Linked DNA regions of Ovis aries: region 1 is linked to region 2. Evidence: chromatin contacts called from public Hi-C data. All regions are on one chromosome and are shown on one strand. The core of a region is the stretch at or near the end of the contact, and the rest is flanking DNA. Distances in the headings are between cores, read along the strand shown.

What was found. A called contact is a pair of places that touch in the nucleus more often than the background predicts.
Region 1: a Hi-C map of tail adipose tissue shows a contact between it and region 2, with 12 times the contacts expected there. The contact joins two enhancer-like sites. A contact is called at or near these places in 13 of 16 Hi-C or Micro-C datasets (blood, hypothalamus, liver and 5 more).

The regions. Positions count from the first base shown.
Region 1 is chr2:209,576,248-209,582,309 of ARS-UI_Ramb_v3.0, reverse strand. No RefSeq gene overlaps it. Among named protein-coding and RNA genes, the nearest start is that of CREB1, 61 kb to the left of the region's middle. Within about 2 kb of position 3,164, at least 18 of the 54 cell types and tissues checked have an H3K27ac peak or open chromatin away from gene starts, as enhancers often do.
Region 2 is chr2:208,885,204-208,891,888 of ARS-UI_Ramb_v3.0, reverse strand. No RefSeq gene overlaps it. Among named protein-coding and RNA genes, the nearest start is that of FASTKD2, 28 kb to the right of the region's middle. Within about 2 kb of position 4,503, at least 3 of the 54 cell types and tissues checked have an H3K27ac peak or open chromatin away from gene starts, as enhancers often do.

The DNA of each region.
Region 1 (6,062 bases), core at 1,915-4,414, 690 kb before region 2:
TTTTGAGTCTTGACTTTCATATCTTTTCAGATTTAGACTTCCCCTAAGAATAATAGTTGATTGGGTGAGTGAAAAAATTCTCTGTACACTTGCTTATATTCATCAAGAGGGACCTTGATGGTGACTATGTTTATTCCTCTAATAATGCTCCCCAACCGTGTTTCCATAAAAGGTATTTTCTATCCTTAGGGTTGCTGTCTACCCAACATCTGCATCCTGACTTCCATGGAGGTGTGACTCTCACAGGACAGGTGCTCATGGAACAAGCTGTGAGGCAACCGGCTTCTGTTAGAGGTTCTGAGAACTGTCACTCGGCTCTAAGAAAATCGCTTTGCAGTGTCTACCTTGGTATGGTAACTCTTATCTGACAGTCTCTTCCTGGTCTGTGATTTCTCTAAATATAATTGACCTGTCGGTACAGGAAACCAGAAGGTGATTTTCTATTACCGTGAGCATGCACAGTTGCTTTTACCCAAAAATATATTTATGAACTGATCTGTTGTTTCCTCAAATATAATAACCCCTTTTCCTTCAAATGGAAGGGCATAGTCATTTCTGTCCGATAGTGTTCAGATTAGAGACACTCAAATATTTTCTGCTCTGGAGCTCTTCTAAGTTTCCTGTCATGAGGAAAAAACTTCTTCCTGGAGGAACTGAATTCTGAAAGTTCAGGAGCCCCATAGCAACATGATTTATTTCCCATTTATGCCTTCTGGTGCTCTATAAAGGGCTTCCCTGGTGGTGCAGAGGGTAAAGCAACTGCCCACAATGCGGGAAACCCGGGTTTGATCCCTGGGTTGGGAAGATCCCCTGGAGAAGGAACTGGCAACCCACTCCAGTACTCTTGCCTTGGAAATCTCATGGACGGAGAAGCCTGGTAGGCTACTGTCCATGGGGTTGCAAGGAGTCGGAGACAACTGAGCGACATCACTAGTGCTCTATAAAATGCATGTAAAAATGATACAAACCCAATCCCACGTTATATAAAAAAATTTGAGAGTGTATTGTTCTTTGTAAATAATATGCATATATGTGATGTTAAGTGGATGCCAATTTCTTCAAAATACATTGAGAAAATACAAAAATGTTTCAATTTAAACAATGACTCACATTATTAAAATGTTGGCCAGGAGAGGGCAGCATTGTCTACATAAATCCCAGAATGAAGCCTAAATGTGAACCTCGCAGATAACTATGAGGGTCTTCCATCATTTGGTTTCAAGCACAAGGACTGATAACAGAAGCAGAATTATTTATGTCTGAAAATTTGCAGTATTTTTCAATAATACATCTTTACCTCTTGGTCTAGGCAGCCGTTAGGATGAGGCTGTTATCACCCAGCGATGGCGCTTCTCTTCTTTATGTTGCGTTCTTTCTCTGTTCTGTCCCAGCATGTCTCCTTCGCATTCTCCTCTCAGTTTCTGTAGTTTGATGATTTATTTTTTAAAACGTCACCCTGACTCTTTCATGATCCTGGTCACGTTAGTTAACCCTGGGGAGGGGGCCTCCGTTTCTCTATCTATGAAACTTCTAGGCAGTTCAGTGGATAAAATGTGGCCGAAGCTGTGGGTAGGTACTGGTTTTGCCACTTAAGAGACTTGCTCTTCCCCATCGGTGAACAGAAGGTAGTAACAGCATGGATGTATAAGAAAGTGCTCAATAACCACCGAAGGAGCTGTGGTGGATTTTTCTGTTTTTAATGGAATGGATTGCTAACATTTAAAAGTCTGGAGTGATCACGTGAAATTTCTCACTGATCCAGCTTCATTCACACATATTACTGGCTTGGCTTTTGGATGCTCTGGTTGATGTCCTTCCCTTGGTCCTCCCATCTCCCACTGTCTATTCATTATCATTCAATGATATTAAAAACTGCCAGCAAGAACAGATGAAGGGAAGGAAACTCTGTTTTCCCCCACGTTGCAGAAGATGATTTTGCTTAGTCCTAACAGCACTGTCTGAGTCTGTTATCTGAGCAATCTGAAACCCTTAGCGCTGCAATTTAATCTAATTTGTTTCTTTTGTCAGATTTCATTTTGAGGTAGAAGCCTTTGAGAGACTAGGAAAGGGCATTTCCTATGGGAAATTTGGTTTCATTCATTCCTAGGTGGCAGGTTGGGAGGGGGATGGGGTCAGAACTGTCAAACAGGGGAGGACATCTGGGGTCTGATGGTAGAACAAAAAGTCCCGAGGGACAGACAGAGGACAGTCACGCTGTGGCATCCTTTCTTTTTCCTCCCTCCACCCCTACATGCCAGGGTTTTCTTATTTTTAGTTTTAATCTTGGGAAAAATGACTGATTTCTAAAATGAGGTTTAAAAGGTTATTTCTTCACAGCAGGAGGCTAGGGTGAAGTTTTGCTCTCCCCAGGAACCCATGGGGGAATTTAGCCATCCTCTCCTCTGATTTCTAAAACTGTACTAAGTTATCAAAGAAAGCCACGGCTCATTTATCCAGCCCTTTGCAGTTAAACATACAGGGACGGGTGCGTATGTTGGAATAGCTCTCGGGGTGGCAGCAGACACTCAGAATGGTGTTTCCACTGAACAATGCATTTCAGCTCATTGAAAAACACAGCACATCGAAGGGCTGCGGCGAGAACACTTTTCAGACTATAAATCGGGGCTGGAGGAGTTGCTTAATTAAATCAGTCCTGAGGTTACAGGAAGGAAAAGCAAACCTCTCCCTCCCAGAGTTGACCCGTTTCAGGTTACATGGCAGCTGGAGAACTTGGAAATGTGTTAGTAGGACTAACATCAATACACCAGAACGAAGCACTTCCCTGTCCAGCTGACGGGCGAGAAATCGCATGTAGAGACAGATGACGGCTCTGACTTTCCAACTTCATTCTGTGGGCAGGAAACACACATGAAGATGGCCAGAGAGGCTGAATCGCTGTTCCAGATTACAGTGCCAGGGACAGACTCTTTTTTTTAAACAGGACTTATTTCTGCAGAATCCTGTTACCCACCAGCAGGCACTTGGGAAACCTCAAAGTCGATCCTGTCTCAGAACTCTGTTTTGAAATGGTAAATCTTTCATTAAAACCTACCAGTTTATGAATTAGGAAACCTGGTCAGAATTTGAGATCCTAGACCCATGGAGTGTGCCACAAAGGAGAGCCCGTCCACACAGAAGGGACAATGAGCAGATGGTTAGTGGGGCTGTGGTACTGAGGATGTAACCAGCTCAGCAGGGCGCCCGCAAGCCCAGTGGGTCCCTGCTTTCTCACTAAACTCTCTCTGAGGTTCATCTGCTAAGTGATCATTGTTCTTCTTCCATGGCCTCCTCTCTCCACATCTCCCCAAACTTAAGACAGGCTCACAAGTCTAAAAAGAAAAAGAGCAGGATGTAAATGTGAAGCCACAGCATTTCGTTTTAGCCAGCAGACAAGAAGGCAGAAGACATAACTAATTCAGTCTAGGCAATCAGTGCAGGACTCAGTGGTATGCCCAGTCTGGAGCACACGGGCTCTGGTGATGAGTGTCATGTGTGAGGGGAATAAAGCTTTTTTCCACCCTCATAGTGTTCCTGCTGGGTCTGAAAATTAAACCGATGCAAAGACTGATGAACAGGAGAAAAGCGTACACATTTATTTGTTTTCTGTGACACGAGAGTCTCCATAAGGAAGTGCTACTGCTAAGTCGCTTCAGTCATGTCCAACTCTGTGCGGCCCCATAGATGGCAGCCCACCAGGCTCCACGGTCCCCGGGATTCTCCAGGCAAGAACACTGGAGTGCGTTGCCATTTCCTTCTCCAATGCATGAAAGTGAAAAGTGAAAGTGAAGTCGCTCAGTCGTGTCTGACTCTTAGCCACCCCATGGACTGCAGCCCACCAGACTCCTCCATCCATGGGATTTTCCAGGCAAGAGTACTGGAGTGGGGTGCCATTGCCTTCTCCAATAAGGAAGTGAGGACCCCCCAAAAATGGTTAAAACTGAGCATTTCTTAAAATAATTTATTCTTTATTTATTTTTGGTGGCACTGGGTCTTTGTTGCTGCTTGTGGGCTTTCTTTAGTTGCAGTGAGCAGGGGTTCCTCTCTAGTTGCGGTATGTGAGGTTTTCATTGCGGTGGTTTCTCTTGTGGTGGGACGCAGGCCCTAGGGCCCGTGGGCTTGTGGGCTTCAGTAGTGGGGTTCAGTAGAGCACAGGCTCTGTATTTGTGGTGCCAGGGCTTAATTGCTCAGTGGCATGTGGAATCTTCCCGGACCAGGGATGGAACGGGTGCCCCTGAATTGGTAGATGGATTCTTAACCGTTGCACCACCAGGGAAGTCCCAAACAGAGTGCTTTTATAGCAGATTGGATGAAGAGAGATGGGACGGAGAGATATGATGAGGTGAGGGCTTCCCAGGTGACGCTGGTAGTAAAGAACCGCCTGCCAATACAGGAGACATAAGAGACAGGGGTTTGATCCTGGGGTCAGGAAGATCCCCTGGAGTAGGGCATGGCAACCCACTCCAGTATTCTTGCTGGAGAATCCCATGGACAGAGGAGCCTGGCAAGCTATAGCCCATAGGGTTGCAAAGAGTCAGACACAACTGACTTAGCAGAGCACACATGATTAGGTGAAGAGAATGAGCTGAATGTAGTAACTGGGGCATATGGCCAGGCCTTTTGGGTGGGATGCTTTCCATCTCAGGTGATAAGGATGCTCCTCTCCTCACTCCAGGTACAGGGAGGGCACCTGTCACATGACGCTGTGACCTCCTTCAGTGAGATGCGCAAGGGAAGGAGGCCAGAGAGTCTTCCCTGCACCTACTGTTTGCTCACATTCCATCAGCTGAAGACACTCAGTATATCAAGGTGCTGGTTTGAGGGCAGCGTGTCCGAAACTCCATCAGTCATGATGTGAACTTGCACGCGTTACCACCCTCCCCTCACATCTATTGTCATATATTGATTTCACTTGTTTTTCATTCATAATTTTCCATGACTCATTATTTCCCAGGATACATCCGCATCAACCCTGTTAGCCCCTTTGGATCTATTTGTTAACAGATCAATTCTTGTTAGGACTTTAGGTTAAGTTAATAGTCAGAGGAGGAGGGAAGGCGAGCTTTGGAAGAGAGGCGTTTATTCGCAACTGCTATGTCTGAGTAGATGGACACAAACCACTCCTCTCCCCTTCTTTTTTATCTGAGCCTTTCCTCTCTGGCACTTTCTGGTTTTCTGTGTTTTCTTCTCCTTTACAAATAACAAACAGGGTCTGAACGACCCTTGGAATGTGATAGAGGTCAAGTGCTTGCCTCTCCCCAAGCAGCTCTCTCTTGTCCCCAAGCCCTCTCTCTGTGATGGAAAAGAACCAACCAGCTGAGGGACGGGAAGTGGAGAAATGAGGACTGCCAAGTGGAAAGGTGTGCGGGAGGCCTTCCGAGCAGGGGGGCTAAAGGCGGGAAGTTGAGATCTGGGCTGTCATTCAGCTGTAAACTCAGGGGGTCAGGCTTCACATGCCCTGTGGTTGGCTCTGGGGCTCCATGAGTCCCTGAACTGGGAAGTGGCAGCTTACCATTTGAAAACCCTATAGCACCCTCTTAAAGTTATCAAAATTTATTAAAAGAAAAAACCTTCTGTGATCTATAAATTTATACCCCATTACCAATGCAGTTATATATGAATAACTTATTATCACCAATCAAAACAGGAAAAAAAAAAAGCACCCGAAGGCAGAATGATGAAGTGGGTGATGAATACCACCAGGCTCATTCTGGTAAGTGAGTAATTTGTTTATTCCTTCTGTACTTGGGGTTGCCACTAAATCTGGACTGGAGAAACCAGTAAATATTTTTAATGTGACAAGAAAATCAAAGCATTCTGTGCCTTGCACACTGTTGTTACTACAAGTTTTATTTCTCTTTTTATGATGAGCCATAACCTCTTGGGCCTGATCTTGTACTAGAGCCCTGTGCAATCCTGAGAGGGGTGAGAGGCCAGCTGGAGCCGTCTTCACGTGCTGGGCCATCTGCTAGTACTCCTCATCACACAATGGCTGGGGCCCTTCTGATGTGGTGCATAGGGCTGATTTGTGGCACAATTCAAGAACAGTTACTTTTCTTCTATTC
Region 2 (6,685 bases), core at 3,254-5,753:
TTCTCTCAACTGTTTAAAAGAATAATGATGACTGCTGCATAGCATGGTTGTGAGAATCAAATGTCTTCAAGCCATACAGTGCCTTGTTCACAGGCAACAGTACTCACTGTATACAGCGGTTAGAATCACCAGTGTCCTGTGAGTTACCAGTGAAAAATACCATGGGGTTACCTCCCCCTTTATTGCCTAGATTCAGTCATTTCTGAATAAGCTTAGTTGCCATGGTTACCTTCCAAAGACACCACATTTGAAAATGTGTTGGGAGATGGGGATTGATGGCAGAAGGCTTTAGTGGGGGACACAAAGCAACTTCAGCAACTGAGACATTTTAATCCATGTGAACTCCTTCCCTTGGAAACCAAAGTCACATTTTGCCAAAATGCAAATGAACTCAGGAAGCAGAGTTTCAGAAGTTCTGCCTCACATTTGGCCAGTCTCCTTCCCCCCATCACTGGGACCTCAAGGACAGGTATACCTGGCCCTGAACCAACTCCTGAGCATCTCAGTTTCCTCCCCCAGGATCTGGCAGTCTGAAAGATGTTGGTTGCCAGACAGAATTCATCAGACTCACTTCCCAGATGCTATCGCTTCTGATGCCGAAAGAAAAATAGGTTGCCCAGAAATTGAGGTTGGAGGGGACGAGTCTAGCCGAGAAATGCACAGTGATACACACAAAACTGTAAAGGGCGATTCTTGTTAGAATTCATTAGCATCTTCTATATGGATATTCCAGTGGTCCTCCCGTCCCTCAAATCCCATACTGAGTCCCCAGAGGGGCAAGAACTAACATCCCAGGCTAAAGTATCCCCCACAGCAGAGTTATAAATGGTTCTCAACCTGTCAAAATCAGGCAGGGCTCCAACAGAGAATGAATAAAATTTGGCCTGACCCCGCTTCCTGTTTCCAGCTACAGCCAACTCAACACCCGAAGGGGCCTCACCGGCAAGAGTATTGTATACTCAATCCTACTAAAAAGAGTCTTTCTTCCTGGTCAGTTTTTCCCAGACATCTCAGGGAGCTGTCTTGCTCTCATTTGAAATTCAAACCAGAAGGAAGTCACCTCTAAAAATACCAAATTTCCCACTTGCACTTTCACGATGATGCAGCGCCACCTAGGGGACATGTGTATTCACTTCCTACTCTTTCCACTGTAACGTGCCTTTTAAAATATTGCGGCACCGTGCCGCCCTCCACCCCCCGCCCCCCACCACCAGCTCACCGTGTCTCCTTGAGATAGGTATAGAAGCTTTTCAGTACACGTTTTTCAAGATTTCAGCTCCAGCCTTAATTCAGCTGGAAACCCTGGTTGACTAGCTCATTATATAAGGATCACTGCCAAGGGCTGCTGTTCACACTTACAGTTCAGTTCAGTTCGGTTCAGTCGCTCAGTCGTACCCGACTCTTTGCGACCCCATGAACCGCAGCACGCCAGGCCTCTCTGTCCATCACCAATTCCCGGCGTTTACCCAAACTCATGTCCATTGAGTCGGTGATGCAGTCCAACCATCTCATCCTCTGTTGTCCCCTTCTCCTCTAGCCTTCAATCTTTCCCAGCATCAGGGTCTTTTCAAAGGAGTCAGCTCTTCGCATCAGGTGGCCAAAATATCGAAGTTTCAGCTTCAGCATCAGTCTTTCCAATGAACACCCAGGACTGAGCTCCTTTAGGATGGACTGGTTGGATCTCCTTGCAGTCCAAGGGAGTCTTAAGAGTCTTCTCCAACACCACAGTTCAAAAGCATCAATTCTTCGGCGCTCAGCTTTCTTGATAGTCCAACTCTCACATCCATACATGACCACTGGAAAAACCGTATCCTTGACTAGACGGACCTTTGTTGACAAAGTAATAATCACTATAGAAATTTTGCTTAATTATAATATTATCAATATATTATATTTTATATATTGTTATTTTTAATAGAGCATAGATTTTATAATATAGAATATATAATATTCTACTATGTAAATATATATCATATATAATAGAATGTAATACATACACTGTTAAACATTATATAAATATTATATATTCATATAAAATATATTTAATATTGTACAGATAGCTCAGTTGGTAAAGAATCCGCCTGCCATGCAGGAGACCCTGGTTCGATTCCTGGGTCAGGAAGATCCTCTGGAGAAGGGATAGGCTACCTAGCCACTCCAGTATTCTTGGGCTTCCCTTGTAGTCCAGCTGGTAAAGAATCCGCTTGCAATGTGGGAGAGCTGGGCTGGATCCCCGGCTTGGGAAGATCCCCTAGAGAAGGGAAAGGCTACCCACTCCAGTATTCTGGCCTGGAGAATTCCAGGGATTGAATAGTCCATGGGCTTGCGAGGAGTCCCAAGCAACTGAGTGACTTTCACTTTCAATATATGAAAATGGGCTTGCATCCCAGGTGGCACTAGTGGTAAAGAAACTGCCTGCCAATGCCGAAGATGTAAGAGACTCCGGTTTGATCCCTGGGTTGGGAGGATCCTCTGGAGGAGGGCACAGCAACCCATTTCAGTACTCTTGGCTGTAGAATCCCATGAATAGATGAGCCTGGCAGGCTGCAGTCCATGGGGTCACACAGAGTCGGACACAACAGAAGCAACTTAGCACAACCACAAAATATATTAAAATGATATAAATATGTATTATTTACTATTATAAGAATTACCAATTAAGCATCTGCTTCATGACAAGGAATATTTCTAATAAGTATAACATCCTTTCAAATGGGTATTAGCATTGTTGTCTTTACAGATGAAGAAACCAAGGCTCTGAAAGTTAAAAGATTTATCCAGGATCCCAGATCAGGGCTATCTTACTCTTTCCACTATAAAATGCCGTGAGTTGTGCCTACATACTAGTGAGTCTGCTCATCTTAGTGACAATAAAGCAGAACATTCAAATATCACCTTCCAAAGAAGTCACCCTGAAGTCTGTACTATCTTTCCAATAACTAATGCTTGTAACATTTCTAGTATCTGTTGTGGGAAGTGCCCCAGAACTGTGAGCCGCATAACACAATCTCCTTATTTTAAATGCATGTCACACATTTAACAAAAACACAGCGGAGATACCCTGACTTCAAGCAGTGTGATTTTTTTCAGGCCCCTCCTCTGTATACTGTGATTGGGTATATCTTGGCTAGAGCCCAGGAATTTGTACTTTCACCAAGTATGCAAGTGATTGTAATCATTAGGAAAGTTTTAGAGATAGTGATGTAAAGACGAATGAGTTTTGGATCAGAAGGACTCAGGCTACAGATCTAGGTCTGTCTTTTTTCTAATTGTGCACTCCTGGGAAACCCATTTAAAGCTTAAAGCCCCTGAGCATCAGTTTCCTCATCTATAACATTAATATTAATGTTTATCAGCAGCTGCCAAAGAAACTGTGATAAGGATGAATGAGATTATGAGTATGAAATGCTAGTACAGCGCCTGGCACAGAGTAGGTGCTTAATAAATGCCATTTCTATTGTCACCTAGTCACCCACTCTCAATTCATCAAATTTATCCTCTGTGGTTTTTTGTTATTTCCAAAAATTAAGTCTACAGTAGAATATGAGGACACATAAAATATAATATAGTAACATGTACTTAATTTAAAAATAAATGACTAAAGATTTTCTTAGGAAAAATGATAGATGATTGATAGATGATAGAGACAAAGATATATAATGTTTTTTGGTGATTGTACTTATTTTTAAAATTTCATTATTAGAATATAATTACAATGTTGTGTTAGTTTCTGCTGTACAACAAAGTGAAACAGTTATATACATACATATATCCCCTCCCTTTTGAGCATCTCTCCCACCCCCCACCCCCATCCCACCCCTCTGGGTCATCATATAACACCAAGCTGAGCTCCGTGTGCTGTACAGCAGCTTCCCACTAGCTATCTAATGTAAACATGTACATATGTAAGTGTATACATATATACATGTATATATTTACACGTGTATATACATATAATGTATGTGTGTCAGCGCTCAGTGATATATAATCTTTAGGATACGGAAATGCTCTAGAAATACAAAACCAATATTTAAAACAGTTTGACACTCAAGAGAATAACAAGTTTCTGGCGGGGGGAGGGGGGGAGCAGGAAACAACATCTTGATACAAAAGGTAGAAGCAACCCAAGTGTTCAAGGATGGAGGAGTAAACAAAATGTGGTGTATATATCCAATATTGTGTATATATACAAGAGGATAGCATGTATCCTTAAAAAGGAAGGATATTCTGATACATACTGTAGTGAGGATGAACACGGTGGATATTACGCTAAATGAAATAAGCCACCACACAAAAGGACAAACGCCGTATCATTCCATTCATATGAGGTATGCATCAGATTCATAGAGACAGAGAGTGGAGATTGCTGGGAGCCAAAGAAAAGGGGTGGGAGTTACAGCTGAACAGGGGCAGTTTCAGTTTTACAAGCTGAACGGCATTCTAGAGATGGATGGTGGTGACGGCTGCACAATAAATAAGCAGACTTACTGACTGCTCTTGTGCTGTACACTTTAAAATGGCCAAGAGAGATGGCAGATTTTGTATATTTTACACAATTTCTTAAAAACTTAAAAACCTAGATTGATATCAAAATCACAGTGGAGGTGAAATTGAGAAAAGTCTTGTTTTCTGTTTGTTGTTGCTCCGTCGTGTCCAATTCATTGTGATCCTTTGGACTGTAGCCCACCAGGCTTCCCCCCCCATGGGATTTTTCAGGCAAGAATACCGGAGTGGATTGCCATTTCCTCCTCCACATCTCCTGCCTCTCTCGCATTGCAGGCAGATTCTTTCCTGCTGAGCCATTGGGGAACTGTCTTGCTTGGTTTGTTTTTCTAGGACAAAGAGTGCCATGTGAGATTCTGTGGCTTAGGAAAGCATATGGTGCAACCTTTTAAAAATGATCGAGTAAGTTCTCAAAAGGGTGACCTTCTTTGGTTGCCTCTGCTTTTCTTTTTAAAGCGTCGTGTTTACCCAAGATATATTGTTGGGCAAGATAGGAGGTTAAGACTAGAATACTTGTTCTGATTTTACTACCTCAGCCCAGGAGAGTGCTTTGAGAAGAATGGCTGTGGATCAGAGCACACCCTAAGGAAAACTTGGAGCAAGTGGTATCTGCAATCTTAAAATGCAAGGGTCTGTGCAGAGTTCAGCATGGCAGGGATGGGGGAGGGTGCCCGTGCAGCTGAATACAGGGCAGGTGCATCAGGGGCACAGCCTGTGGATTGCTCTGCGTGGGACGGTTTTCACTATGGCCTACAGCAGCAGTGGAGGCTACTTCATGTGAACCTCAAGCTGGAGAAGAGGGCATTGCCCCTCCCTTTCAATTATCTTCAGCTGACTTTCTTCAAGACTAGCATTTAACATGGTAGATGAAATATGTTTCAATGAATGTGACATTGAAGCAATTCAAAGATCTCAAAATATGATAGCATTGGCTTATTGTCTAACTTAAAAGCTGTGACAAGATGAAAGCCTCCCTTCACTGCATTTTTTTTTTTAGTAAAAATATGAACAAATTTCCCAAGACAATTAGGCAAAAGTTTGAGGCTATTCTTCTTTCTCTCTTTCTACACTAGGATTGAGGGTCCTAGTGTAGAGAAACTGCCCAAGATGGAACTGGCAGGGTTGCAAAATGGGGAAGTATGGGGAAAATTGGGTAGAAGGAGAAAAAAGTAGAAAACAAAGTCAAGTTGGCTGATTTTGCCATTCATCTGCCAGTGAAATTTTATTGCTGCCTGGAGGAACCTCCTGAGGGTGACGCACATGTAAAACCAGTTGACAGTATATGTGGATATTCCTAGTGGGTCTTAGTTACATGATATATGTCTGTTACCTTGAGTGAAACTTTTCAGGGCAAAATTCAGAAAGTGTTAAAAAATGGTATCCTATTATGTGTGTGTACATACACCAAATGCATTATATATACTATATGAATACTATATGTGTATGTATATAAAATATATATATATATACTATAATATATATTACAGTGTCTTTATCAGTGTTCAGTTGCTGATAATAGAAATCACTAGTTCAAACACAACATACTTGGATGTCAAGTTCCGGGCATTCACAGAAGCCTCCTTCTGCTTGTGAGATGTTTGGACGAGCTGAAGAAGCAGCCTTTAATCTAACTTCCAGGAAAATCTCTCAGAATGGCACCATAGAACTGGCTGTCCAGAGAGCTGCTTTCTCTACTTAGAGCCCCAAAGGTAGGAAAGCATGAAGATGCTGCCTTGTTGGGGGTTCCAGATCCGCATTACCTGAGCCACTATGCCCCCAGCAGAATGGAAGTCCCACACCCTGCTGCACCACACCCTGGGATCTCTGCTATTGTTATTCCAGAAAAATCCAGTGTCACTGACTGATGGCAGAAATACGGCCTCCATCTCATCTGGCCTTCTTAATCTCAGGCAGGCACATATGTTTGGGAGGTTAGGTCACATCTGGAATGCAAACTGTAAGGGGGGGTTGGAAAATGTATAGATTTGTGTTGTGGGCCCACCAGTGAGCCTCACACACACACATGTGGCACAAATAAGTCATAAGTGTATCAAGAAATAACTATTTCCTCAACCTTCTGGGTAGCCACAAAAGGCTGGGTAGCCAAAGGCCAACTGGCCAGTAACCTCCTCACCTAGTGCTCCCTAGAAGGTAGCCTGAACAAAGTGGGGAGGGGAGGTTG